Regions from separate parts of the Rattus norvegicus genome. Here region 1 is linked to region 2. The links are chromatin contacts, called in public Hi-C maps. All regions are on one chromosome and are shown on one strand. Each heading gives the region's core, a stretch centred on a gene start, on an enhancer-like site or on the middle of the called end of the contact. The rest is flanking DNA. Distances are from core to core; before and after follow the strand shown. Region 1 has its middle 130 kb from the start of Pabpc2. Region 2 holds the start of Nr3c1 (nuclear receptor subfamily 3, group C, member 1).

Region 1 (7,228 bases), core at 791-3,290, 420 kb after region 2:
TGGGAGGCAAGCTTCATGAAAAACAGGACTCAAATAGCATTAACATGTATAATTTAGGTTAACATCACAAGTTGACATTGTCTTTGTCAGTCCTGGCAGAGCCTGCAAATGGGTGGCTGAGGTATGATACCCAGGGTGTCTGAGTGCCAGTGGCTCATGGGAACTCTTTAGCCCATTGCCTACACTAAACAGTAAGCAAAGAGGTGAGAACAAATGTCTTGTTATTTAGAACTTAAATGCTGTCTCTGAGCAAAGCCAGAGTCTGAATTCAGAGGTTTGGCTCATCTATCAGCAGTGAAGACTTTGCCTCAAAGTGAGAGATGGGAAGCAAATGATGAATTGTTTAATTATTGTCAAACAAGCCCTCATGTCCTTGTGTGAGGTGATAAGCAAGCAAGCTGGGCTGCAAAAGAAACTCCAATGCAGGCACATGACACAGAACAAGTGAACCTACTGTCTGCTGGTTAACCTTTTGGCTGGTCAACCAATTGAGGGCGGTGTCTGCCTATTGCAGACTCTTAATGGACTATATAATTGAGTTGGCCCTGTTTCCCTAAATAGCCCTTCTTGGATTCCCCATAATACACTGAGCTGCTCTGCCTCTCATCCCCTTCTCTAACTTCTGGACAAACACTAACTCAGGCGAGCCTCGTCTGCCTTCTCTGGGATTATAAATGAGTTCATGAACGTTACCAGCTAATCCTGCAAGAAGACATGTCTTCACTCTTATGAGTATTAGTCCTTAATTAGGTGCCTCTAGCACCCACCCTGCTTCTCCAGGAGCTTTGACTCTAAACTGTATGCTCATAACACTGTTTGTGCCTCCTTCCATATCCTCATGCTTCAGACATTCTTGCACTGCAAAGAACTCTCTGCATGTTGCACTGAAAAATCAGAAGTCACCAACATCCAAAGGACCAAATTGATCCAAACTTGCAACCTGGAATCCTCTCTTAATTCCCCATGGTCATGGCGGGGATTGCGTTCCACATGTCAGTTAATTGTAACATTCCATCTCTCCCCTTTCCAGTAGCTTCTCCCTTTCCTCATTCCTGGCTTATGTCTCTCAGTAATCAAACAGGTTCCAGTATAACCCACCATAAAATCAACAGAACCAAACCTTTTCCTTGGCCCATGTACTCTTCTAGATGACCCATCTCTCTATTTTCTTTTATGCTAGGCTTGTCAAGAGTTGTGTGAATATTCTGATAACACTTCCTTATCTTCAGTTCCCTCTTATTAATTGACAATATGCCACTTAAGCTGTTCATGAAAGTCTTTGCTGACTTGCATTTGACCAAAGCAATGTCTTTATTAGAGTTGGGGTCATACAGCAGCATTCAGCATGACATTCTTACCAGGTAGACACTTTCTCCTCTTGGCTTTCCTGGTGTTGTCATCTCCTGGCTTGTCTTCTTCATAAACTGCTTTCTTAGTTACCATTGACTTTATTTAAATCAGAGTTTATGTTAATCATGTTCAAATGCATATCACCAGTCTAAATATTTTTGTGAATTCTTTTCATATATTCATGTTGACTATCATTTTTGTTCACTTTTGTGTCCCTTGGGTATCTTGAACTTAATTAACAAGATGGAGTTTTTCATTTTTTTCCATTCCAAATTTGTTTCCATTCTCACTTGGTCATCTGCATGTCAGTTAATGGTAAGATTATCTATTTACATAATGATTTTAGCCTTAATCCAAATTATCACCTTTCCTTCCCTTTACAAGCCTGTTGGAAGTCTGGACAATTTCATCCATAAGAACTTTCATCTGTTCACCATCACCATCTCAACTGACACTATTTACACTAAGACATCATAACCTCTCATCTGAAGAACTTCATCCATAGCTTCTCTCTCTAGTCATTCTCCTTGCAGCATCAAAATGAACCTTAAAATAAAGCCACCCAATGGTTCCAGTTACATGTAACAGAAATAACAGATTTTCTTTTCCTCACTCTCTTCCTCCAACATCTTATAAAACTTTCCTCCTCGGCTGCTGTGCCATGGCCATGCTGGTATAAGGATTTCAAAAATGCCAAACTCTCTACAAGCATATGGTTTTGCCTACGCTGTTCCCTAAAGTTTTGCTTCACTTAGTCATTTATCTCCTTTTAGGTTTCCATCTAAATGCTATCTTCTCAAAGAAACCCTTCCAAGCCATCTTCTTTGGATGAAATCCGTAGCCTCCAGTCCAGCCTCTTTTTTATGTCCTTCATGAGTACAAGTGAGATAAAAGAAACCCTTAGCAACAAAGGCTACATGTCCCTGTGTACCGTAGTGTGGTCAGCATTTAGCCAAAAGCCAAGAACAAAACAAGTGATTAATGCTATCCTTTGAAACAATGAAAGGGAAAGCTATCTTGGGAACTAACCTACATAGTCATGCATAGGAATGGAACCACTAGTGTTTCTTTAGGCCCAGGATACCACTCACTAGAAAGACTCTCACTGTTCTTCCAACTTTCAATTCACAAAATGAGGCCTAACCAGCTCACCTCAGTATTGGTGACAGTGATGCCTGGCCAGCTAATGTCAGCATTGGTGACAGTGATACTAAGTAGTATGCCCATTTTTTTTTTCCGATCAAACAGTTGTAGAGAGTTTACTTTGTGGTAGAATCTAGATTGTGCAGTTTAAGTAGAATTTCTATCATTTAAAACTTTAAATAATCCCACAAGGCAGGTGTTACTGATTACCACTGCCTCCAGCATTCATGTAAGACCTCTGTCTAAAATTTCAGATGGCTTGTAGTCTTCCTAAAAGCCTATGGGTTTTACTAAAGACACCCAACACATTGATAATAATGTTTTTAAGCTATAATACTGAATATTTTAAGTGCATAAAGAAAATACTGTAGTATCCATTTATTTATTTATAAATAAAAGTATTTTAATACTGTAGTATGCATCAAACATATTGTCTCTTGTAATGGAGCATGGGAGACATTCCAAACATTAAGGAGAAGGGGAATTTGGATTTAGCAATGGGACTCATATGTTTATTTTACCTCACAAACTAACGAATGGCTTTAATAGATGCCTCTGAAAAGTATCAAGACAATACTTAATGCAAATACAAGTAAACAAGAAAACATTGGTCACTTCTGGTTATAGTGCAAGCTCTTTATCAACATTATGAAATTAAACATCTGATTTGGTCCAAAATGTATATATTCTTGCTTTCTGATATTGCAGCTCTACCAAGAGCATGACTATATTTCTAGGTAGGCTCTTGATAAGCAACCATGTTTAAATGAAATTTTAATAAGAATATAAGTAGAGAGGACTAGTTTTTCATATAAAGCATTCTACCTCCCTCCCCTTCCCCCCATCTCCCTCCTTCCCTCCCTCTGAAGAGCAAAATGAGAAGTTAACTGTCTAGAATCCAGCAAACAGTGATTGTTATAATATAAAGTTCCCTTGTTTAAAAAAATCACATGAAATACAAATTTGTAAACATTATTACCTATGATCTTAGTCCTAATGTATTTGAATAATGTGTGGGTGATCAGCTTTAGGTTATATCCAATTTTTGTTAAATAATCAATTAAGATGCTCAAAACTATGCATTTGAACATGACAACAAACTTTTAACTAATGTTTATTAGAGCTACATTACTCTGCACCTAAGAGTAATCTAGTAATATCTGGAGTCATTATCCCATTCCTTCTTTCTTGTTAATATTAGCGCTCTGATATATACCAGAGAAAATTGCTGCCTGGATAGGGTATTCCCTGGCTTCAGTTCCAGTTGCATATTCTTGTAATGGACTTCTACCCACTGACCTATCTCCATGGCAACACTCTTAGACTTCAGAAATGACCCTCAGATTGAGGAAGACAGATTGGCTTCCTCTTTTTCCCTTTCCTGTTGGCTCATGCAATAGTTACCTATTGTTGAATAACGAATGACCCTGAAGATTTAGTAACTTAAAACAATAACATTTACATAGTTATTACAATCTAGGAATCTGGGCATGGAATAGGCGAGCCTTCTTTCTCGGGGTCTCTGAGAAGGCTGTAATGAAAATGTTTATGAGACTGTAGACATTCTGAGGCTCTTTTGTGGAAGGCTCTGATTTCCAAATCCACTCATACTTGTGTTAGCAGAATTATTTACATGCGGATGGAGAGTCTGCCCCTTGTTGGCACCCTCAACTCTTTGCCATATGAGCCTTTCTAAAGGGTAGCTGTTAACAGGACAACTTTATTTGGTAAAGCAAAGCGGTTGGAAAACAAGGGAGGGAAGGACAGTAAGGGAGAGAGCCTAGTAAGTTGGAAACTACAAGCCTTTGTCACCAAATCATGGTTGAGATTTTCTTCACTTTTACTGTATTCTATTCCTTGAAGCAAGTGTCCGGCACGAGGATCTGGGCATGAAGGGATGGGGATTATCAGCATGTGAGAGGCAGCTTATGCCAGCTGAACCACAAATACAGAGGCAGAGTCTTGAACAATGCTACTGGGGTTTTGAAAGAAGCAAAATATGAAAAAGCTAAAAAGATCTCTACCATGAAGATCTCTACCAACCTTGTCTGTCCATTTATTGAGTCCATTCATTTTTAACTGTAGTCATTGTGAATCAAGCTTTGACTGTTTTCTGGTGACACTCTTAATGTAATCATGAAAAACACAAAAGTTATAGAGCATTGAAAAACCTTATTTTACCTAATGAATAGGTGGTTGTTGAAACAATGCTGTACAAACAATATAGTAGCAAGCTAGGAAACATTCGTTTACGTCAAAGTATTTCTGTGATACACATTTAAAACAAGCTGAAGTTGAGAAAAAATAACTTTTAGGAACCAATGATATACTTCAGAAATTTTGTTTGATGGTTTCTTTAAAGTATAGATCTTTCTAGCATATCTTCATCTATACTATTTGCTAGACTATGTTCTGGTAAAAACAAAACAAAACAAAGCAAAGCAAAACAAAACACCACGAAAGACCTGTATTTATCTGATATGTCACCAAATTCAAGACAATTTAAAAAAAGGTGCATTCATGAGTGAGTAACTTCTTTTATTGGTAGTTAAAATTTTGTGTCCCATCTTATTTATTTATTTATCTATCTATTTGCTTTTGTGTGCATAGGTATAGCAAGGAGAGCATGTGGAAGTCAAATGACAACTTGTAGGAATCAGTTCTCTTCACCATGCAGACCTGGAGATCAAATTCCGCTCATCAGGCTTGATGACACATGTATCTACTGAGCCATGTGGCCTTCTTTCATTGATTTTTTTAAGTTTATTTAATAAATTTCATTAATATAGACTAGGCATTGGTGAAGGAGAATAAAAGAATTCAGTATAAAATGTCAGTGCCACTTCATTTATAGGGAAGAGATAGAGACTGGGATAAACTACAAGAAAGGCACCGTAAGGCCATCCCTGAGCACATGACGTAGGAATTCTGGGGCCTGAATAATGTATTATTCTACTTAATCTATAAGTAAAAAGGCAATCTAAAGATCCCCCTGCTTGGTGAAGGAATTTTTACATTAAATAAAGAGAGGCTGACTGTTCGCAAAGTGAGAGCAGACACTCTGAGATGGGCCACAGCTTGGCGACTGCAAAATCGATATGAAATTATACTGCTGCTCTCTCTGTCCTATGACCCTGGGCTCCTGTGCCTTGCAGGCAAACACAGACTAATTTTTGAGTGAATTAAATGTTTTATGTGGAGGTATTTAAGTACATTATAAAAGATGATGATGAGTTTCGAGTTTTACTTCTGAAGTTTCTTTAGGATTGTAACACAGATAGTAACATCTCTCTTGAATCTCATTTATGGCATTGTTTGCAGGGATCATAACCACAAGAGTACAGATGGGTGCACCAGTTTCAAAAATGAAATCTGAATACATTTTGAAATTAAGACTTTGAAACTTCAGCAGAATCTGTGTATTGCTCCATGATAAGGTGGAGAAGGATAATGACCCTATTTAGGCACCATTCAGGAGCTCACTAAAAGACCTTTGAGACCTCAAGAGACACAGTTGCCTCTCACAAAAACATCAAGGCATGCACTTGTTGATCTCCTCTGTAATGACGGGGTCTAGTTTCACTTTCTGGTACAGATTTAGCTATAAGCATATTTAGTCTATTCCTTCATTGCACTTTATGTTTTAACGATGTGTGAAGAATAAACTATTTGGAAAACCTATTTTGGATAGAGCATTTGCAAAAGAGCTGTCTGGAAATGTTCCCATTGTCTTCAGAGCCTGCAACTCAGCATGGTCACATGTCATCTGTAAAAAAAAACTCTGCACACTTAAAGCTGAGAAGCTGAGCTCCTGAGCCTTGCGTTGCCGTGTAACAGCATTGCCGGGCTGATCCGCCGCAGCTGGACACAGCACACACATTCCTTACCTCAGTGTCCCACAGTTGGCAGTGTGGATGTGGCTACCACTGACTGGGGCTCTCGTGAAGCTAAAATTGAGGTCCCAGATGAACTGTGTTTTCATTTGAAGGCTCAGTTAGAAATTAATGTGCTTCTAAGTTTCTTCTGCCGCTACAAAATTCACTTTCTTTGAACCACGTGACTAGGGGCTAAGGCTCTTTGTTGGCTGCAGGTCTCATGGCCCTAGCTTCTACTGGTCACCTTCTTTGCTCTTCAGCTTCTCCAATATGCCAACTAATTCCTCCATGTTAGGTAGACCCCCTCAGTGCAGTGTGCTGGCACAATGCCTCAGTACTTGAACAGAGGTTTTTAATCAGTTTGTTAATCTTCACAGTGGAGATGTAAGCAGACTTTGAACACACACCTTAGTGTAGGAAGAAAACTGCAAACGACAGAGACTAACAGCAGGCCAGTGGAAATTTACTTGCAGAATTGTTACACAGGCTGTTTTAAAAGAGAGTGCTGAGAATTGAAAAGAATGAATATCCTGATTTCAAGTGCATCTAGAAATGCACTCATTAATTTACATCAATTTATCTAGTTTTTCAACTGTGACGGGCATTAAAACAAGGACTAGAAATTCAAGGAACGGTGTCAGCGCTTCAGTTTGCTTAATTCAATGTCAGTGTGAAATCGAGACATTCAAGGAGAACAATGCTATTTTGTCCCATTGTGTTTATTAATAGCAGTGAGAAAAGTTTTAATCCGTGAATGCAAAGTTTGAGAGATGTATTTGTCCACTTCTCATCTCAAGGTGTCCTCGTACATTTTCAGAATAAATCTTTGTTAGAATATACACTTTGAAAAACTTTGAAAG
Region 2 (7,706 bases), core at 1,409-3,908:
GTCTCTACCAGGGGGAGCTAAGGATTCTTTGGAGTCCATTGGCAAATATTAACTACAAAAGAAAAAAAAAAGACATAATAAGCTATAAAAACATTATTTCTGATCCGATTAGTAAGACTGCCCATTAAATAAACCCTTTAGGTAACTCCCAAATCAAAGTCTCCATTATCAGAAAAATAGTTCCTATCTTTTAAAATAAAGCTATACCCCCACCCCCGTTTCCCATCTGCAAGGCAGCTCATTTGCACAGAGACAACAAAGTTACATTGAACCAACTGAATTTGACTGTTTATCCTGTCACTCGCTAAACATACACATTTGGTAACCATGGGGATTGTAATTTGTCATACGCAATTATTGTAAAGGTTCAAGTTGATGTCAAAGTATTTAACTTTTTTTTTTTAAAGGCATGATCCTTACATTTCCAGCCCCTTTCGATTGAGTGATTGCCTTTCTGGAAACCAATACATAAACCGTTTGATAAATGCTACAATATAAATGTTTACACATTTTATGATTGACAATTTCACCTGTGCCGATCCCAGCACTTCTAAACCTTTCAAGGTTCCTCCAAGAATTATGCACATTTTTATTTTTGAAAAAAAAAGCAGTGCTGAGCTGCTTATCTTGTAGAGCTAGGGAAAGGCTCTTACTTTGAAACTCTATTTTCAAATAAATATGCCTGTCTAGTATCACCTACCTTCAAATTTTGGAGATAAGAAATTATAGATATTATATACAGCCTAAAATGTATATCTTTAAAAACAGAGTAGAATTTGTACTGGCTTCTTCACTATAATTTTAACCTATTTAAATAGTGTAATAGAGCAAAGCTTATTAAAATTCCTAACACCAAGATTTATGGAATTGTATTCTTTTTTAAAAATTGTTTGATATACTCAGTATAAAATATTTTATCTATAAGTTTAAGATTTTTCTTTCCAAAGATGTAAATACCGGGAAAACAGAAAAACTGGACAGTCAAATCACATATAAACTCAAATAAACCCCATTCAAGAAAACGCTCAGAAAAAATACTCTCTGTAGTTTTAAACCTTTACTGTATTCCTCCAGATTGCTAGTATGTTAGTAATAATCAAAATGTTTTGAGGGGCTGGCAAAGACTATGACAAATATATTTGGGATCCCCAATACAATGGTAAACTTTTCCTGTACCAAGACATTAAGTATGACCACCTTCTCTGAAAGGGAAATTCAGGGAAGGTGGAGAGGGGTGGAACCTACCCTAGGATTCTTCCCTGTAAAGGGCTTCTCTCTCAGAACCCCGGTCGGTCCTATGCCTTTGATAAGGATCTCTAAATGTAAGATATCTAATAGACCTTAAAGAATTTTCAGACCTGCTTTTTTGACAACTGCCCCTTCCAGCCCGAAACCGTAACACTTCATAAAACAAGATGCTCCCTTAAGCGACATTTATCCCCCAGTTAAAACTGTAAATAACCCTGTGACATTAGTCACACGAACCTTGCCCAGGGTCTTAAGTGGTAAGGCTGCAATTACCGAGGCTGCAACCTCAAATGTCAAAGTAGCACTTGTCAAAAAAAAAAAAAAAAAATCGCTGCATCAAAAACTGCGGCTAGGGAGGGTCTCTTTCTAAAAGGGGACCACTCAGAAAAGTCAGGCGCGAAATCATGCCCCAAAGCTAGCGCCCAAGTTGTCGGGGGTGGGGTTGGGGGAGAAGGAGGGAGAAAGGTGGGAGGTGAAGGGAGAAATGTGTCCAGACCTGTTGAGTTCTCTGCGGCACGCCCACTTCTAGCAGATAAGGCCGGGCGGGCGAAGTCTGGGCTGCAGGCTGTGAGCCCCAATCCACCCTACAAGCCCGCAGCCCGGAGCCGCGCGCCCTGAGCCCGCCGGTCCCAGACGGCGCTCTACCTTGCCCCCCGGGAAAAGCGGGTGTCTCGGCGGCTCCGAGGACAGCGAAGACCCGAGGGCTTGCGGCAAAAGCAAAACCAAAAAGGACGCCAGACTCCCGCCCGGGCGCCCGAGGCTCCACGGCGGGGCAGCGCGCTGGGCCAGGGATGGCGGTGCGGGGAGAGGAAGCGCCAGCGCTGTCACCGCCAAGGCCCTTTCGTCACCGTCACCCTGCCCTCGCCAGCCTCCACCCCCAACCCCGGGCTGGCAAAAGTTTGCCAAGTCCGGCCGCCCCGGCTGCCGAGCCCCTAGGGGAGCGCGCCCAGTCCGGCTCACCTCAGCGCGGGCGCCCGCTCGCCCGCTCGCCCAGCCCCCGCTCACCTCAGCACCCGCGCGCTCGCCCGCTCGCGGCTCCCACCGCAGCCAGATAAACAAGTCGGCGTGCGGACGCGGGAGGCGCGCGTGTCACGGAGAAGGAAGTCAACAGTCGCCCCCTCTTCTCCATGGGGGAGGGGAGAGCCCCTAGCGCTGAAAGTCACCCGTTCCCGGCTGACAAGCCGGGCCCCCGCGCCGCTCCCGTCTCCCGCGCGCGTCCCCCGTCCCGGCGCCGCGCCGCCCGGCTGCGGCGTCTTGTTCCACCCACTTAGAATCCGTCCCCGACGGGCGGGCGGCGACTCGGGCTCCAGGCACTGACTCGAGCTCGCAAAATGGAGGAGGCGGAGGGGAGGGGGGGGAGCGCGGACACGCGAAAGGGCCGCCCGGCCGCGGCAGGCGAGCGGGACCGAGCGAGGGGCGGGCGGAGGCGGCGCCACGGCGCGCACACACTCGCACACACGCGCTCCCACTCCACCCCCGGCCGCTCCCCGCCCGAGGGGCCGCGCGGCGGCCGCGGGGAACGGTGCAACCTGTTGGCGACTGTCGGCAACTGCAAGGGCGCCCGTGGCCCTCGCCCTCTTTTCTCCCAGCGCGCGGTACCCGCCAGCCCGGCCCCGACGGCGCCTGCAAGCCCGCGGCTCAGGGCATCGCCTCGCTGGGGCGCGCGCGGCTTCGCCTTTCCCCACCCAAGGAACGAGAAAAAGTGCGGCAGCGGGTGCCGACCTGGCCTGGGAGGGAAACCGAGTTTCTTTAGTTTCTCTTCTCCCAGGCTCCCTCCCGCCCCCGCCCAGCTCCGAGGCTTGGAACCGCTCGGGAGCCCGCCCCGTGGGTCGGCAGCCAGAGCCCCCGAGGGTGACAGCCAGCCGGCAGAGCCGCAGGGGTGGTCCGCGCCCGCCAACTGCGGAGTTGCGCGAAGTGTGTCACACTAGCAGAGGGGCTACAGGATGGCACGGAAACGGTGCCGCAGAGCCCTGGCCGCTTGCTCTCGGGGCAGGACTGCAGACACGCCCTCTGGGGAGGCCTGGGGAGGGGAGCGCAGAGGAGAGGGTCAGCGCATACATACTGTGAGCCCGGGGGGGGACTCGCGTGCCGCCAGGTCCCCCACCCCCGCAGCGTCTGGGCGGCCCCGTCTGCAGCCGCCGCCGCCGCCGCCGCGCGCGCGCTCGCTCGCAACCGGGAGAAGTTGCAAAGCAGAACCCACCCTCCCCCGCGCCCCGATCGTCCCCCACCCTCTTCCCCGAGTCTGAGAGGCGGCGGCGGCGGCGGCAGCAGGAGGCGCCGCCTGCCAAGTTCAACCCCCACCGCTCCCTCCCCGCCTGCCAGCGCGCTCACACTCGGAGGAAGTTGCATGCCGAATGCAAAACCCTCTCAGAGAGCTGGGTTTCTTTGCACTTAAAAAAAAAATTGTGATTAAGGAAGCCTTGCGGGGCGGGAGGGGGTGTGTGCAGGCCTAGAAGCAAGTTGCAGACCGAATAGTAAGTTGCTGCTGAAGTCCGCCCTCCTCTTACCCAAACTCCTGACCTCTCCTTCCACCCCCTTCGGGGCCAGCATCCAAGCTCCCCGCGGAGGCCCCTCCCCCGAATCTTGACATTTGCTGCTCCAGGCTCGGTGCCTTGCTCAGCTTTCTGGGTTCCAGGGACCCCTCTGTCCCTCCAAATAAAACAAAAACATGCATCTTTAAAACGTCAGCTTTTAGCTCCGTCCAGCTGTGCCCAATACGAGTCCCCGGGTCTCCAAGAGAAACACATGGCCGGTCCCCCTAGGACAGGAAAGGGGCGTAGGGTGACTGTGCGGCCGCGCAGTACCTGCCCCTCGGGTGTCCTCTGTGTTAGGCAGGCTGGGGCGACGCCGGGACCGTGCCCCTCTACCTCATGCCATAGGCTAGGATTTGGGGGACTCCGGGAAAGGTGTTACGGTGTTGCTTTGGGGTGCAAGGAAGTAACTTTTGCTCCCCCACAGGTGCCAGCGCTTGGCACTTCTGATTAGAGCGGAGGTGGCCATGACTCCACCTCATGCCCTCCCGCGGCGGGCGGCAGAAGCGGCTCGCGCCGCACTTCGACTCCAAGGGCGGTCTCCTCTGCCTGACCTCTTGGAGATCCCTGATTGGGGAAGCGCGTGCCGGAAGTCCCTCGCCGCCATCTTGGTAAAGAGCAGTGACGCCGCACGGTCACCATCTTGGCAAAGGTGCTCTTTGGCGTCAAACCCGAGTCGTTCTTTCTTGGATGAAAAGCTTAAAGGCTGCCCAATGTATCGTCCGCTTTGCACGGGGAGAACGTGACTGTAAGCGGGCTCCTTGGGCAGAGATGCCGCACGGTCGCTACCTCCATGGGATCCAGGGCAGCCATCTTGGCAAAGGAATAGAAGCTTGATACCTCAAGAAGGAAAACCTATACTAGTGTAGACCTCCTCCTCAAGAGAGGGATCATGAAGAGCCCTTGAGCCACTTGGTGTTGAAAAAAAGAAAAGAAAACAAACAAACAAAAAATAAACCTTTTTAGTGGAGAAGAGAGTCAACCGGACTCATAGTGGACACTGCGAACTTAGACCTATGACTCTGCTTTCCTTGTTGACTAATTTTCCCACCTTCTGTGGCTCAAGAACTGGGATGAAAGAAAGATCTTGTGAAGTTGATCCCCCGACATCTAACAGATTCTTCTGTTTGTGTGTGGGGTACTCAATCCTACAATAAAACTCATACTTATCCTTGATGATCACTTCTTAAAAAGAACTAAGAATTGTGCATATATATCATTCTTTTGTATACTTTCATACCATAGACATAAATAGCTGAGTTACTCATGGAAAGAATCTATTTCATTTTTTCTTGCTTGTTTGAATTGTAAATAGTAGGTGTTCTTTTATTTTTTAATAAAAATAAAATAATAATTTTATTATTATTATAATATATAATTCTATACAAGAATTCCCACTTAATGTTTTTCCTTTCCCTTTTTTTGCATGCCCAATAATTCTTAATGTAGAAGAATACTTCATTTTAAGTTTTAAATTTCCATTCCAAATATTTTAAACAAAAAATTTTTTTCCTGTTGTTTCTCTTTAGTGACCTAACTATGCCTTAGTCCTTTAGTTCAATAGAAAAACATCTAATGCTTTAATTCATCATATTTATTAAAAAAATACACTTAAACTTTCAATAATCATATCTACACAGCAAGAAAATTCATTACGAAAATAATTTGCTTAACATCCATTGAATCTTCTTCCCAGTTTGCTGGAAATGTTGAAAAAAAAGATATTTTATTATACTTCTAGGGAAGGGCTGGGGATCCCACCTGCTAGGAAAGTGCTCACAGGCCAATGAGCTATGTTACTAGTTGTCTTAGTTACAGTTACTATTGCTGTGATGAAACACCATAACCAAAAGCAACATGGGGAAGAAAGGGTTTATTTCATTCACAATTCCATATGAACAGTTCACTATCAAATGTAATAAGGACAGAATTTCAAAAGGCAGGAACCTGAAGGCAGGAGCTAATATAGAAGCCATTAAGAAATGTTGCTTACTGGCTTGCTCTTCCTTCTTTCTTGTAGACCCCAAGCTTACCAGCTTAGGGATAGCACCATCCACAATGGACTTGGCCCTCCCTATCAATCAGTAATTAAGAAAATGTCTGATAGGCTTGCCTATAGCCCAATTATATGGAGGCATTTTCCTTAACTGAGGTTTCCTCCTCTTAAACTATCTTAACTTGTGTCAAGTTGACGTAAAACTGTCCAACATGTTAGCCCTACTTGATCTGTCAATATGAGAAACTGAAGCTTACAGAGCTTGATTCAATGTCACATAGCTGCTCAGTATTAAGGATGGAATTCGTTTACATTAAAAGAGATTTTCTTCATTGATCATATAGTTTACATGAAGGAGCATTACCAATTCTTGAAAGACTTGAGCACTCATGGAATTTAAGTGATGAACTTTGAAGAAATTAAATAGTTTTTTTTTAAAAAGAAATGTTCATTGTACACAGGTGAAATTTAAAATTCTGATGACACAATTCTTGTTACAGTTGATAACGATTAAGCATGTATGTCTACCAGACACTATTCAGTATTTTCATACATTACCCTTAACTCATTAACAAGGGGCTTACTCATCAACAGCCCTAGGAAGGTAGTATTACTACATGGTGTAAGACAGGATAAATCCCTACTTCAGAGAAAATGTATTTTATTATCTCATAAGAGGAGGTAGGAATAAAACTGATATATTCAAACTTTATCCAACAAAAGTATGATCTACCTTTTTCATTATGTTATGCTGCTGGAACAGAGGCTCATAGATAGCAGGTGTAAAGTAATATTTTACAGAATTATGATAATAATGCTGAGTTAGTTAATCAACATATATTGGGCATGGTATTAGTTGGGGTTGACTTGGCTAAGTGACTTAATAAAAAGTTTATGAACATTGCTCAAGATCTTTATGCTTATGCTCGTGGATTTTAATTTCCAAGCAGACTTTACCCATAGCAGCTAGAACACATTGTATTTTTACAATGTCCCGCACAATTTGGTAACATGTTACAGTGGTAGTTCATTTGTTGTGTGCACATTTGTTATATTCTCCCTCCTTACAAGAACATAAGCCTGAAAGACAGAGACTCGGCCTTCCTATTCAGCAATTTTTATCCAATGCATAATTGATGTTCTGTGGGTGTTAATTGAGTGAACTGATGAATATGTATCAACTATTAGGCCCTAAGACAAACAAAATATTAATAAACCTGAGTTGCAACCAAATCACCATTTACATCTGTATAGCATTTGGACTGCAGAGATTGCTCAGAAAGTAAAAACGCTCTCTGCTCAAACAGAACCCACATAAACATCATGTTATGGCATCAGGTGCTTGTATTCACCCCCACTCCACCCCCTTGCACAGAGACAGGAAACATCACTGGGGCTTGCTGGTCTCTTGCTAAACTCAAGATAGAATGAAAGACCCTGTTAATGGTATAAGATAATGATAGAGCAGGACACCCTAAGTCTTCCTCTGGCCTCCATGTGATCCTACAAATATATGCACCTGATACACACACACACACACACACACACACACACACACACACACACACACACACACACACACACATGGGGAGGGAGAGAGTGGAGGAAATAGAAAAGGAAGAGGAAGAAACAGAAGCAGAAGCAATAAAGGAAGAAAGATAGGAGGGGGAAACAAAGAAAGCCTTTATAAAGCACTTGATGTGTTGAGATTTTAATTTTTGCTCATCTGTTCCATTATCTCCATTCTCAGTGAAATAATACAAACAACAGTGTCAAGTGATCCCCTCAAAAACATCAATCAAATCATAGAAAGATCCTGACCCAGCATGTACAGTGGCTCCCTATTACAATGAGACAAGTCCAGTTTTGCTGTTAAGTCCATCATCTTCTGTCTGTCCTTTACAGAAGACAAAACCTTCTAGAAGTTGTAA

The links. A called contact is a pair of places that touch in the nucleus more often than the background predicts.
Region 1: a contact with region 2 is called in a Hi-C map of frontal cortex, with 2.4 times the contacts expected there. The contact joins the enhancer-like site here to the promoter of Nr3c1 in region 2.

Annotation. Positions count from the first base shown.
Region 1 is chr18:32,032,416-32,039,643 of GRCr8, forward strand. No RefSeq gene overlaps it. Among named protein-coding and RNA genes, the nearest start is that of Pabpc2, 130 kb to the left of the region's middle. Within about 2 kb of position 2,041, at least 4 of the 93 cell types and tissues checked have an H3K27ac peak or open chromatin away from gene starts, as enhancers often do.
Region 2 is chr18:31,610,781-31,618,486 of GRCr8, forward strand. Nr3c1 (nuclear receptor subfamily 3, group C, member 1) reads right to left here and starts at 2,659. Exons shown (of 9, transcript NM_012576.3): 1 at 2,254-2,659; 2 at 1-52. The coding sequence starts at 39.